Regions from separate parts of the Sus scrofa genome. Here regions 1 and 3 are each linked to region 2. The links are chromatin contacts, called in public Hi-C and promoter capture Hi-C maps. All regions are on one chromosome and are shown on one strand. The core of a region is the stretch at or near the end of the contact, and the rest is flanking DNA. Distances in the headings are between cores, read along the strand shown. Region 1 overlaps EIF2S3 (eukaryotic translation initiation factor 2 subunit 3). Region 2 holds the start of APOO (MICOS complex subunit MIC26). Region 3 holds the start of PRDX4 (peroxiredoxin-4).

Region 1 (4,022 bases), core at 1,147-3,646, 130 kb after region 2:
GGAACTCCCAGTTTTAGTTTTTTGAGCAATCTCCATACTGTTTTCCACAATGGCTGGAACAATTTACATTCCTGCCAGCAGTGTAAGAATGTACAAAAAGGGTGAATTTGGAGTTCCCATCGTGGCTCAGTGGTTAACGAACCTGACTAGTATCCATGAGGACTCGGTTTCAATCCCTGGTCTTGCTCAGTGGGTTAAAGATCCAGTGTTGCCATGAGCTGTGGTATGTAGGTCAAAGACGTGGCCAGCAGTTACAGCTCCAACTGACTCCTAACCTGGGAACCTCCTTATGCCACAGGTGCAGCGGTAAGAAAACAACAACAAAAAATGGTGAATTTTATGATATGCAAATTTATCTCAGTAAAACTATTTACTTATTTATCTTTTTTTGGCTGCCCTGCAGCATATGGAGTTCCAAGCCCAGGGATCAGATCTGAGCCACATTTTGGGACCTCTGCTGCAGGAGCTGCTTTAACACCAGATCCTTAACCCACTGTGTCAGGCTGGGGATCGAACAGTCCTTTCATAACTCCAGAGATGCCACCTATCCCATTGCGCCACAGCAGGAATACCAAGTCAGTTTCTTAAAAAAGAGTACACTTGTATTTGCCTATGAATCCCAGCTCTGCTACTTATTAGCGGTGGAATTGTAAGCATGTTAGCTAATCTTTTTAAGACTCAGTTTCTTCACCTGTAAAATGGGAATAATAGTATATACCTCATTAGATTGTTGTGAGACTTAAATAAAAATTAATACTTGTTAAGTTCATGTCAATGTTAATATTATTCTTACTAATGGCATGATTTTCAGTGACATTTATACTCCCAATAAGTTTCCAACAGTAAAGCATATTATGTATTATTACCAACAAATTTTATATTTTTATTGATATAATTCGCATACCATAAGCCACCCTCTCCCCCCTTTTTTTCTCTTTGAAGCAGAGAAAGGACCAAGCAAGAACAACAGGTGGCACATGCTCAAAAACCCTGAGCTCCCCAATTGTTTGGGGGGGGGGAGAAATTTTTATAGGCAAAATATGGGTTGAAGGCTGCAAGGTATGTGACTACCATCAATCAGTGGTGAGGTAGTAGGGTGGTACTTTAGGAATCTTGTACTCAGCCATAAGTAAGTTGCCATCCTCTACCTAGGTGGGTGCCTTTGTTCTGAAGTTCAGGTTCTTTATGTCTTTATGTTTATGCCCAGAAAGAATTTGGCAAGAGGCAAAGTGATAAGTAAGAAGTAGATTTATTGAGAGAGATAGAGTGGGTGCCATCTCAGAAGGCAGGAGGTCAAGATTCTCACACACACACACACACACACACACACACACACCTTTTTATTTTTTGGCTGCCCAGCAGCATATAGAGTTTCTGTGCCAGGGAATCAGATCCTAGCAGCAGTTGGAATCTACACCAAAGCTGTGGAAATTCTGGATCCTTAAACCCACTGTGCCTGGCCGGGGATTGAACCTGCTGCATCCTAGCATTGCAGAAATGCCACTAATCCCATTGTGCCACAACAGGAACTTCAAGATTCACCCTTTTAAACAGTACAATTAAAAAAATTTTTTTAAATTACATTTGCAGTTGTGGAACTATCACCACTAATTCCACATCTTTATTCAACGGGTTTCCTGAATTGGCTGGTACCATCTAACTGTGTAGAATGTAAGATAAATTCTACACTTAGGAACTTAAAAATTTAGAAGTTATATTTCCATGGAGGCATTTAGTTTCTAAATTACCAATTATAAACTTAGGAACTACATGCCTCCACCCAAATGCAATATACTGTACAGTTTCTACCATCACTTAACTAATGAATTATTGAAATTTTACCTATTTCAGCTAAATTGCTGTACCTGAAACTTAGGGGATAGAAAACATATTAATTTCAACCTTACATAAGTATTCAATGACCACAGATAACCTAAATTCTTATTCATCTCTCCTTACGTTTTTTTTCCTGTCTAGAAATGAATACCTGTACATGATAGAAAATTTGCAAAGCGTAGAAATTTTCATGGGGAGAAACGAACCTTACTGGAATTCTTTTTAACAGGATTAAAAAAGGGTCAGTATCAAAAATTCAAAATTTTTAAAATACCGATTTATTGGTAACCTTTCCAGTTAAGAAGTGGGTTTGCTCGGTCGCCTCTTTAAGATACCCCTTTGGGCGCTCTCATGACATTCAGCTTCTTTGCCGTGCTAACTCCATTAGCGCCACCATGGACCACCTCCCTGGCTCTAGAAACCTCTCTGAGAACAAGTTAGACTTTGCTTTTCCCATCTCTGGGTTGAACGTCCGCGCGAGGGCGCCCTTCCTACCGCCCGCCAGCTCAGCGGGCCCCCACCTCCGGGCCCAGAGCCCCAATCACAGACCAGCAGGACCCAGAGCCGATCTCGGCTTACTCAATCATAGAATGTGTAAAGAAGGACTTTCCCACTGTCTATCCTCACACCCCCGATAAAATTCTCAGGTTCCGGGCAACTCTTTGGACCACCCCCACGAGAAACGGATATGGTTACACCCGCGTCCGCGCGCGCGCGTCGGTTGCATCACCCGCCAGCAAGGGGCCTCTCGTGCGGCTGCCCTCAGCGTTGCCTGCACAAATATCCAACAGGACGGCTACGAATAGATCCCGAAACTTCGCCTGGTGTTTTCTAGTCAGCCTGCTGGCAGGCACAATATAAATTCATCAAGATAGAAGTCTAAGCGGCAAGGCCTCCGCTGCGCCGACCATCCTCCTCTCCCAGGCCTGAGCCCTAGTCGGCCTTCCTGCCTCTGCGGCCCCGCCCCGCACGCGGGGGCCTGCTCACCGCCAGGCCGCCGTCAGGGCCACTTCCTTCCTCTCCGGGCAAGATGGCGGGGGGCGAGGCTGGTGTGACTTTAGGGCAGCCGCATCTTTCTCGGCAGGATCTCGCGACTTTGGTAAGGCATTGATCTGGGAGGATGTGGAGTGTGCCCGGGAGTGGGGATGACCAGGCCTCCCGGGAGGGTTTTGAGACAAGGCAGTGCCACGCTGTCGGAAGCGTGGATTTGGGAGGGAGCCCCGAAGCCCGGCGTGCTCGCGCCGCCCCGGGCGCCTCCACCAGCCTGCGAGCTGGGCATGGGGCTGTAAGGTCGTGGACCTGGAGCCCCCCCGAATGCTTGGGCTGGAAAGTCACGGTGTTTTTCACTTCGGAAGGTCTGGGAAGGGAGTGTCTGCATTGTCTTTAATGCAAATGCTCTCAAGGTTGGGGGGATCTCGAGCCTTCACATTTCCCATTGTCAGTGGAGGTGTAGTCTTGTGTAACAACGAAGGACTTTTAGGGCTTCCCAGTCGTCACTGTCGGAGATTGCTTGCACAGGAAAAGCGCTTTAGAAGTGGAAGAGGGCTATTCAAACGGTGGCGAGATGTAGGTAGCAAATGTAAATGTCAAAATTGTGATTCGTCCCATGTTCAGCGATTTAAAATGAAAAATGTTTGATTGCAGGATGTTACCAAGTTGACACCACTTTCACATGAAGTGATCAGCAGGCAAGCCACAATTAACATAGGTAAGCTAAGAATAACTTGGAGGCCTGACTGGATTAATCTCCGGCAAATAATTTTAATCTCTCTCTGTGTGTGATTATCTGAATTACGTGAAGATGCATATATTCAGGTAATACATGTTGAGTTGTTGTGAACAAAGTACCTGCTACATTTTTTGGGGAAGCCCATGTTGCCCGTGCCTAGCTTTCAGACTGGGCAAAGAAGAAAAGATAAAGACATGAAAATTTTAATAGCATAAAGCGATAGATAGTCATGTAGCAGTTTAAAGAAGAGAGAGAAATGTGACTGTACTTGCCACACAGGGTTATTGCAAGGGCAGAGTTTGCAAAAGTTTTGTTTGCTATATAAGCTGTTATTAACTAGAGTATTTTTTCCCTTAATTGGCACCTAGAACTTGAAAGGGGAAGTTAAGTTGACTGAGTGTAAATTTTGCGTATTTGAGAGTCTGTATAAACAACACAGTAAAATCTAGTTAAAAGT
Region 2 (4,199 bases), core at 510-3,009:
TGAAATGATCACAGCATACTCTTTATTGTCGCAACACAGTGTACCCTTTGTTGTTGCAACCCTCAAACTAAGCCAGGCTCCTAGCACATAATAGGTATTCAACACAAATTTATCAAACAAAACCAAGTTGCTTATGAGATCTGTTGTCCTAACTAAACTGTGAGCTACCTGAAAACAAAATAAAAGCAAATACCTGGATGTCACTTCTATGTGCCAGGGCCTCTTACAAATTCTTTACACATACTAACTTATTTATTCCTTATAACAAGCCTACAGGTAAATGTTGTTTCCCTAACTTCACCAATAAAAAAACAGGCTCAGAGAGGTTAAGTGACTTGCTCAAGGTCACACATCTAGAACGTGGCAACTCCAGGAATGGAAGGCCAAACCCACATTCTGACTTTAGAGCCTGTCCCAGTGTACCCAAAGCACGTTGTAGGCACTCAATAAAACTTTTAAGGAGTTCCCGTCGTGGCTCAGGGGTAAACGAATCCGACTAGGAACTATGAGGTTTCAGGTTCGATCCCTGGCCTTGCTCAGTAGATTAAGGATCCTGAGTTGCCCTGAGCTATGGTGTAGGTCGCAGACGCGGCTCAGGTCCCGTTGCTGTGGCTATGGCGTAGACCGGCAGCTACAGCTCTGATTAGACCCCTCGCCTGGGAACCTCCATATGCCACAGGAGCGGCCCTGGAAAAAGGCAAAAAAAAAAAAAAAAAAAAAAAAAACACTTTTAAATGAGTAGTATAATTCTGAGATTTCATTAGCAGTCTTTTATGGGTACAATGCTTCTTGACTCAATTTTGTAGACTCATTTCTGGTAGCTTGCGATTTGTTCTTCATTATAAAAAATATCATTTACTTTTTTTGAAGGAGAATAATGGCTTCATGTTAAAATGCAGATTTTCGAAACAGTCTTCACTGTAAAAGTCTTTCAAAGGACACGAGTTCAAAAACTGTAAAGAAGGGGCTCGACCTGTCCATACTATATAATGTTCACTGGGGAGGAGAAAGTCCAGCTTCTTCCCCTAACCCAGCCGTTCCATTCCCATGCCAGTCTCCCCGACTTCCTGCAGGAGCTTCGCCGAAGGTGACCTCCCCCATTCATACCAGGTTCTAAAACCTGACCTTGCCCGGCACAACCAAAGCCGAACCCCGCGGTGCCCTAAGCTGGCCTAACCCTACTCACGAACTCAAGAGGGCACCAGCCAGAGTGTGGATACTGTGAGGGATACTTTAACTTTTTAAAACATTTTATTCCCGAGAGCACGACCAAAGGGCCCAACCCACCACCCTCGAATCTCCCGCCTCCTGTGCCTCAACCGCAAACTCCAGGCGGACCGGTGAATGACCCTCGGGACCGGGACACAGGCAGCCCGGAGGCGGGAAAAGCCTCAAAGCGAGCCAGTTCTGGTTCCCAGAGAGGCCCAAAAGAGCGCGGGGAGAGCTGCAGGCGGCCGGGAAGGGGCGGTGACAGTTGTGACCCGGCTCGACACTCTCACCTTGAACATGTCGCTGGCAGCGGCGGCTCCGGCGGGGTCACCCGGCCTCGGCCACGCCCACTATAGAGAGGTAACTACGGCGGCCGATTAGGGCCCGATTCCTCCGACCGCAAGCGGGCCGCGGTGCGGGTAACAGGCGTACAGCCAATTCGATCCCGCTAAGGCTTAACTCGGAAGCTTGGGCTGCTAGCAGCGTCGTTGAGCTGCAGCGCGTCGCGCCTCAGGCGGCGAACACAAGCCCCGCCTTCCGGAGGCTCCGCCCCTGCGCCGGCGGTTGCTAGGCGGCGGGAAAGCGCCAGCTCAGTGTGGGCGGCACGCGGGGGCGCTAGGAGGGAGGCGCCGAGCGCAGAGCCGTGCTGGGAATTGGCCTTCGCCGCCGTGATTGGGCGCCAGCAGCGTGGGTTGGGAAGCCTGTGTGCGGAGGCCGCCGGGCGGGGGCGCTCGGCAGGCCTCTGGTGGCTTCGAAAGCCTCGCAGCCGGAAGCTACCGACCTCGGGGGCCTGGATTTACCTCACAAAAGGTTTTTAGTTTTGTGGGGTTTTTTTTTTCACCCTTGTTTAGCCATTTCCAAGATTTTAAATTTAAACTAATTTGCCTTGTCCTTTAGTCTTGAAAGAGCCCGACATTTTTTTCTTCTTTAAAATGCTTAAGCGTATGTTTCTCACAGGGAATCAAATGTTTGTCCTTTAATTAGAGTAGAAATAAGTAATAATGACAAAAATTATCTTATTAACAAGAATAGCAACCACCAACAGCGTTTACTATGTAACTTGCTCTGATGTAAACTCCTTACACATACTCTTCTTTCCAACAACCCAAGTAGGTGGGCACGATTATTATCTCCCGTCAAATACATGAAGAAACCGAGGCTCAGAGAAGTAATATGTGGAAGGTCATACAGAAGGAAAGTGGGAAGCCAGGATTCAAACCTCAGTAGCCTGGCTTTAAAGCCTGTGATCGCAAGTAAACAACTGTTGTAGTGTCTCATACCGGGGTTGTATTTCATGTTTCATTCTGTATTTCATTCTAATCCCGCAGCAAATGTAAGCCCATCCGGGGCAGGCATCCAGAAGATTTTGGGAGTTTGGTGCGGTGTCACTGCTCTCCAGCCAAGATCACTAAGAATACTGTAGTTGAACAAGCTGAGTTCATTTCTCTTTGGTGCCAGGAGAACGCACCCTTGGGAAACGGTGGGGCATCTCAGTAAGAGGGTGTTAGATTTATTCTAGGATTTGGGGCTTTGGTTGGGGGGTTTGCGGGTGAGTTCAGGGAAGCGAGTCCTTGTTCTGGATTGGGTGGTGCTAGGAAGCCAGGGCTAACACGAAAGCCCAGGTGTGGGTGCCAGGCCAGCTCCCAGATGTTAAGGGCTACTTTTCTCTTTCTCAAGAGAATTGTATATCCCTAGCCTTCCCTATACCTAAGGAGAACTATTTAGGAGACTCTGAAGGCTCTGCATCAGTAATGGAATGTCATATGTGTATAAGAGTGTGACTTATAAATGGTAAGTTAGGGCAGAAATTCTTAATTCTGGAGGTACATGAACTTGGGGAAAAATTACAACTTTATTTTCACTAACCTATAACTGAACTTTAACAGTTCTTTAAATTGTGGTGTAGGTAACCACAGTAGTTCAGCGGTACCTATGACTTTGTCATCAGTAGAAAGCACAGATATTTTCATATCATATTATAGTCACAGCAGATTTCTTGAAATATCATTTCTGCTCATTACCACTTCACAAGTACTGTAATTATTAGAGCTCTCATTTTTTATTTTATTTAATGCATAAAGAAGACATTTCTATAATTTTGTTTTTGAAAATATTTTTACAATGATTTCAATATAATTGAAGTCTTTTGTAACCCTATATATTTTAGATTATGGGTTTAAAAAAACATAATTCTTATTCAATATCCCGTGTTAAACCATAATGGAAAAGAATATGAAAAAGAATATATATGTGTGTGTGTATCTGTATGTACACATATATGTGTATAACTGAATCACTTTGTTGTACAGCAGAAATTAATACAACAATGTAAATCAACTATCCTTCAATTAAACGAAAAACATAGTTCTTAGAAGGAGTTTGTCCATAGGGGTCCACAGCACCAAAAGAAAAGATAAAGAGGCCCTGGTTTAGTACAAGACACTAGGCAGTTACTAAGAATTGGAAACTGCTTCCAAATTGGAGTAATGTATCAAAGGATAGAAAATCAGAGGTGGAATCAGATCACTTACTACACATGCTCTCACTTTACTAGGCAAGGAACTGAGCTACTGAGAGATTAAGGGACTTGCCCATAGTCTCACAGATGTTCCGTGATAAAACTAGGATGAAAAGCTTTTAGAAAGCATGTAAAAACCCTCCACTCTTCTAGGCATTGGGAATTTCATAGTTAGCAGGATGCCTCCTGCCTTCAACATGCTTGTTGGGGTGACAGCCAAGAAACAAAATTTTGATGCAATGTGAGAGGTAATGTAAATGAAAAACACATACAGTATTATGGGACCTTGGAGACACCAGTGAGTAGTTCTGTAAAAAATAGAAGGAGGAGAATTTCAAAGAAGAGGCATCAATTACCTCGGGTCCTAAAGGATGAATTGATGTTTACTGGTGGTAGGGAAGTCAATCTAGGTGGAAAAAAATGTCATGATCAGCGGCACAGAATTACAAAACATTAATTTTGGTAAGTTCTT
Region 3 (4,199 bases), core at 1,232-3,731, 220 kb before region 2:
ATCCCAGTTCCTAGAGCCCCAGCTCACCGCCTAGTAGAATTCACTGAAGCTTTGTGGTTGTTTGTCCAAAGGTCAACATGGATCACCGAAGCCGACCTCGAAACATAGGCCTGAGCCGCATCCCTGGGACTCAGGCCCGAACCCCCCGGGCCCCACTCCCCTTCCAAGTGGAACAGGAGGCCAGAGAAGGAGAAGAATGGGAGATACGAGAGCTACCTCGTCCAAGGACACCTATCTCGAGCCCCATGGAAAGTGAAGAAACGAAAGACAATGCTATGGGTAAGGACAAGCTTCCTGGGCCCAGAGACACACACCAGCTGCCTCCCTCCACCTTTCCCAGCAAAAGGGAGGTGGCTTCCTCCTTTGCCCACAGGAAACAGAGGGCAGGAAACAAAAAGCAGAGGACATAATGGGTGGAACCAGGGTGAGGGGTGAGTTTGGAAAGGCCAAGTTACATATCTTCCTCAAAGTGTTGTCACAAGGAGTAAGGTTCTAACATGTGAAAGGAACTTGAAACTATGACAGGCTGTCAGAATCAGTAGGTGCTATTTACAAAATCGAGTGCTTTCAATAGCAAGTGCTCACCTTGCACCAGGTGCCTTGGGAAACAAAGATGAATTCGACATCAATTGTGATCCCAGGTTGCTGACAATCTAATAGAGGAAAGACACTGTTAGGATGGCTTCTGTGGGATCAGAAAGTGACAAGAGCTCACAGGAATATAGACGGGACCCTGTGGGCATACAGGCTGCCGAGGGCTCCCATCCTTCTGGCAGGCCTTGCGTTTCTCCCTCTAGTTCTCACCTGCCATCCTAACAAATGGCTGAGTGACAGAGTAACTGTCAGAAGACAGAATAACACTGCACAGGGATAAAGGGTCTTGTGGGAACTTATCAAATCTCGGTTTAAAAAAATAATAACGCATACCTTGAGGCAATGTTAAGTCCCCAAACTGTGACTTTCCCTCTTGAAAGAGTTTCCCGCTGGAAGCCAACAAATGGTCTCAAGGTACCTGCTCTTCAGGTTAGACTTTTCTTCCCCAAGTTTCCCCGGGACTTAAAAGGGCTACAACCGGAGAGGAGCGCCATGGCGCGGGTCATCCAGCTCGATGCAAAAAAGACAGACTAAGCACCTGATAAAGGTGTAAAAAAACCATTCAGGGGCAAAAGGACTAGTTTCAGCTTCGGAGGTCGAGGTGGGGTGGTGTGCGGGAGCGAGGGGTGCGAGAGCATGAAAGGGTCTGAAACAGAGCTGAGAGCGATTGACCAGTCACCGGCAATGACAGGAGGCCAATCACAGCAATGGTAGGAGCCCAGTCTCTGGCGAAGCTTTGTGCCACAGATGGGCCTGGAAGGGTGAGCAGGACCTAAAACAGTGCTGAAGGCGAAAAGGAGGTGGGGGAAGGGGGAGAAAGGGAAGACGGAAGGGCAGGAGAGCAGCCGCAGTCGATGACGCCACAGAAGGGCCCACTGAATTGGGCGCCGCTGGGCGGCCTGGGCCTGCCCCCAGGGCGCAGGCGCAAACACCAGCCGGGTGGGGGTGGGGAGTCGCGGGAAGGGTCGATGGAGAAGGGCCAAGAGGTTTCAGCAAACTCTTCTGAGTCCTATAATGGGCAGGACGAGAGTGAGAGGTGAGGTTGAAATGGGCAGATTTCTATCCGCCTCAAAGGGTTGTCACAGGCAGTAAGCATGTAATATGTGAAAGCCACTGGAGACTATGGCTGTCAGGAACATTAAGTGTTTTTTGCAAAATCCAGTGCTTACGCTAGCAGATGCTCACCTTGGGCCAGGTGCCTTGGGAAACAAAGATGAATGACTTTGATTTTGACCCTAGGGAGCTGACAGTCTAACAGAGGAAAGACAAAATGTTGGAGGGCTTCTGTGGGGTTCAAAAAGATCAAGAGCTCACAGAAACCTAGGAGGGACTCTAGGGGCATAAAAGGTCCAGAAGGCTCCTGTGAAGTGACTGGGTAATTGTCAGAATAACTGCACTGTACTGGGACAAAGTTTGGTTTTCTGGCAACTTTTCAAGTCTTTAAAAAAAAAAAAAAAGACATATATGGGATAGGTTGAACTCACCAAACTACCTGTTTGCCTTTCCTGCTGAAGGAAAGTAAATAGTTAAGCCTTTCTTCTCCAAGTTTTTCCCTCAGGATTTAAAAGGGTTGCAACAGAGGGCAGGGATGGGGGGTCGGGGGGCAAGTCTGGGAGCTCTTCACACAGATCACTTAAAGGAAAAAACAAGTTCACTGTTAGAAGTATAAGATACAAGCCGTTCAGAGGCGGACGTTAGTTCCACTTGGGAGGGGATGGCGGGCGGTGGTGACGTTTTGTGGAAGAGATGGGTGCGGAAGGATGCGTAAACAGTACGCGGGCAGGATTGCGTGAGACCAGGCGCGGGCGACGCAACCTGGCAGAGCAGGGCCGAACTCCCCCGCCCTGGCCCGCCCCAGGGCGCAGGCGCAAACGCCAGCAGGGGGCGAGCAGGCGGGGCTAACGCCCACGTGGCGGGGCTGGGGGTGGGGGAGCCCGGGCGGCTGGGAATGGGCGGAGAGTGGAGGAGGTGGGGCAGGTCTCGCGAGGCCGCGCTTCGGCTCGCGCGGGTGTTGAGCGCGCAGTTGTAGCTGCCTGGCGGCGGGAGAAGTAGCGCTTGAGCCAAAGGACGTGCTGCTGCACTCGCGTGGTCATGGAGGCGCCGCCGCCGCCGCCGCCCGCGACGACTCTGGCCTCTGGCCGGGGCCGAAAGCTACTGCTGCTGCCGCTGCTGCTGTTCCTGCTGCGGGCTGAAGCGCTGTGGGGCTTGGAGGCGGAGGAGAGGCCCCGAACCCGCGAGGAGGAGTGCCACTTCTACGCGGGTGGACAAGTGTACCCCGGGGAGGCATCCCGGCTTTCGGTCGCCGATCACTCCTTGCACCTCAGCAAAGCCAAGAGTAGGTGATGCCCTGCCAAGGCGAGGTGACCGGTGGTAGAGGGAGGTGGGGAGGGCTAGGAGACACGTGTACCCTGGTGGTGGCTTCCCGGGGGCCTGGCTTGGGCGTCACCCCTTGGGCTGCCTCTGCTCCCAGGGGGGAGCCTGGCTCTCTCTTGCAGGGTTGGGGGATGGAAGGGGGTTCCAAGTGTGAAGAAAGGGATGGGTTCTACTAATCAGATTTTGAAAGAAAATTCGTGGTTACCCCAAAAGCCGCAGATGAGGGAAAGAGGGTGGCCCTGGTCCCAGGCTTGGAGGCATCGAGGATGTTGTGCAAACTGAAACACTTCCTCAAACATCGGAAAGTGCTTGCAGCACGTTGGGTCTGTTTTCAAGTACTGTTTCGGGGAAGAATGCATTGATAAGTTGAATGATGAGTGACAGAAAGTTTGGTTAAGCGGAAAAGTGATTAAATATGCTCAGGAGGGCAATTTTTTTTTTTTTGGTGGTATTGTATGTGGTAAAGAAGATTGTATTTAAAAGCCACCTTCCCCAAGAACTAAATAGTTAATGGGTATCCTTTGTATTTCTTGGAAAGTAAGAACTTCTTACAGGGTGAACTTCGGAGGCTCTTAGGGAAATGGGAAAAAAGAGGTAGAAGTAATGCATTTTGGTTGATGATAAACCTCGTGGCAAATTTGTGTCCTGCCAGTTTGGCTTTTGATTATTTGCATTTCTGTCCAGTGTACATAACTAATGGCCACTTTCAGGAAGGACACGTCAGACTAAGTAGATACTGAGAAAGTTGTGGCCTGCTGCATCTGGAGGTTAAGATTAGCCAAAAAGAAGTGGCTCGGGCCTAAAGAACGGAAGACTGTCCCTTGCTCACTTTAAGTAACCTGCTTTTCCTACAGACCATTTGGCATTCTGAAGTTGTGTGTGTGGCCTTTGTGGTCCAGTTACAACATGTTCCATGCCCATGTTCAGTGAAAAAAGTAATGTTTCACAATTATGAATCCCCAGTATTAAATGGGGTGTTGTTATGTGTTAGGATGTGGAGTGGGAGTGATAAATGAGCAAAACTGTTCTGCCACCTTAAACATTTGTGGTTCTTTCCTACTGAAAGTTATTTTTAGATTTTCATTTTTTTGTTTTTTGTCTTTTTGCCTTTTCTAGGGCGGCTCCTGCGGCATATGGAGGTTCCCAGGCTAGGGGTCGAATCGGAGATGTAGCCACCAGCCTACGCCAGAGCCACAGCAATGCCAGATCCGAGCCACGTCTGTGACCTACAC

What was found. Promoter capture Hi-C pulls out the DNA fragments that hold promoters and counts their contacts. A called contact is a pair of places that touch in the nucleus more often than the background predicts.
Region 1: a Hi-C map of embryonic fibroblasts shows a contact between it and region 2, with 5 times the contacts expected there. The contact joins the enhancer-like site here to the promoter of APOO in region 2. A contact is called at or near these places in 6 of 47 Hi-C or Micro-C datasets (alveolar macrophages, embryonic fibroblasts, fetal liver and 2 more) and 2 of 2 datasets of contacts at active chromatin or transcription factors (alveolar macrophages and skeletal muscle).
Region 3: a contact with region 2 is called in a promoter capture Hi-C map of liver, with 9 times the contacts expected there. The contact joins the promoter of PRDX4 here to the promoter of APOO in region 2. A contact is called at or near these places in 2 of 5 promoter capture datasets (fetal liver and liver), 1 of 47 Hi-C or Micro-C datasets (embryonic fibroblasts) and 1 of 2 datasets of contacts at active chromatin or transcription factors (alveolar macrophages).

What each region holds. Positions count from the first base shown.
Region 1 is chrX:20,144,080-20,148,101 of Sscrofa11.1, forward strand. EIF2S3 (eukaryotic translation initiation factor 2 subunit 3) reads left to right here. Exons shown (of 13, transcript XM_003134980.6): 2 at 2,484-2,935; 3 at 3,481-3,544. The coding sequence starts at 2,867. Among named protein-coding and RNA genes, the nearest start is that of EIF2S3, 16 kb to the left of the region's middle. Within about 2 kb of position 2,397, at least 81 of the 83 cell types and tissues checked have an H3K27ac peak or open chromatin away from gene starts, as enhancers often do. A contact at or near this core is called in alveolar macrophages, embryonic fibroblasts, fetal liver and 1 more, where this site is marked.
Region 2 is chrX:20,016,025-20,020,223 of Sscrofa11.1, forward strand. It overlaps APOO (MICOS complex subunit MIC26), which reads right to left and starts at 1,760. Exons shown (of 9, transcript XM_005674464.3): 1 at 1,500-1,760. The coding sequence starts at 1,508.
Region 3 is chrX:19,797,672-19,801,870 of Sscrofa11.1, forward strand. It overlaps PRDX4 (peroxiredoxin-4), which reads left to right and starts at 2,482. Exons shown (of 7, transcript XM_001927369.3): 1 at 2,482-2,929. The coding sequence starts at 2,686. LOC102165967 (a long non-coding RNA gene) reads right to left here and starts at 1,526. Exons shown (of 3, transcript XR_309198.3): 1 at 928-1,526; 2 at 586-653.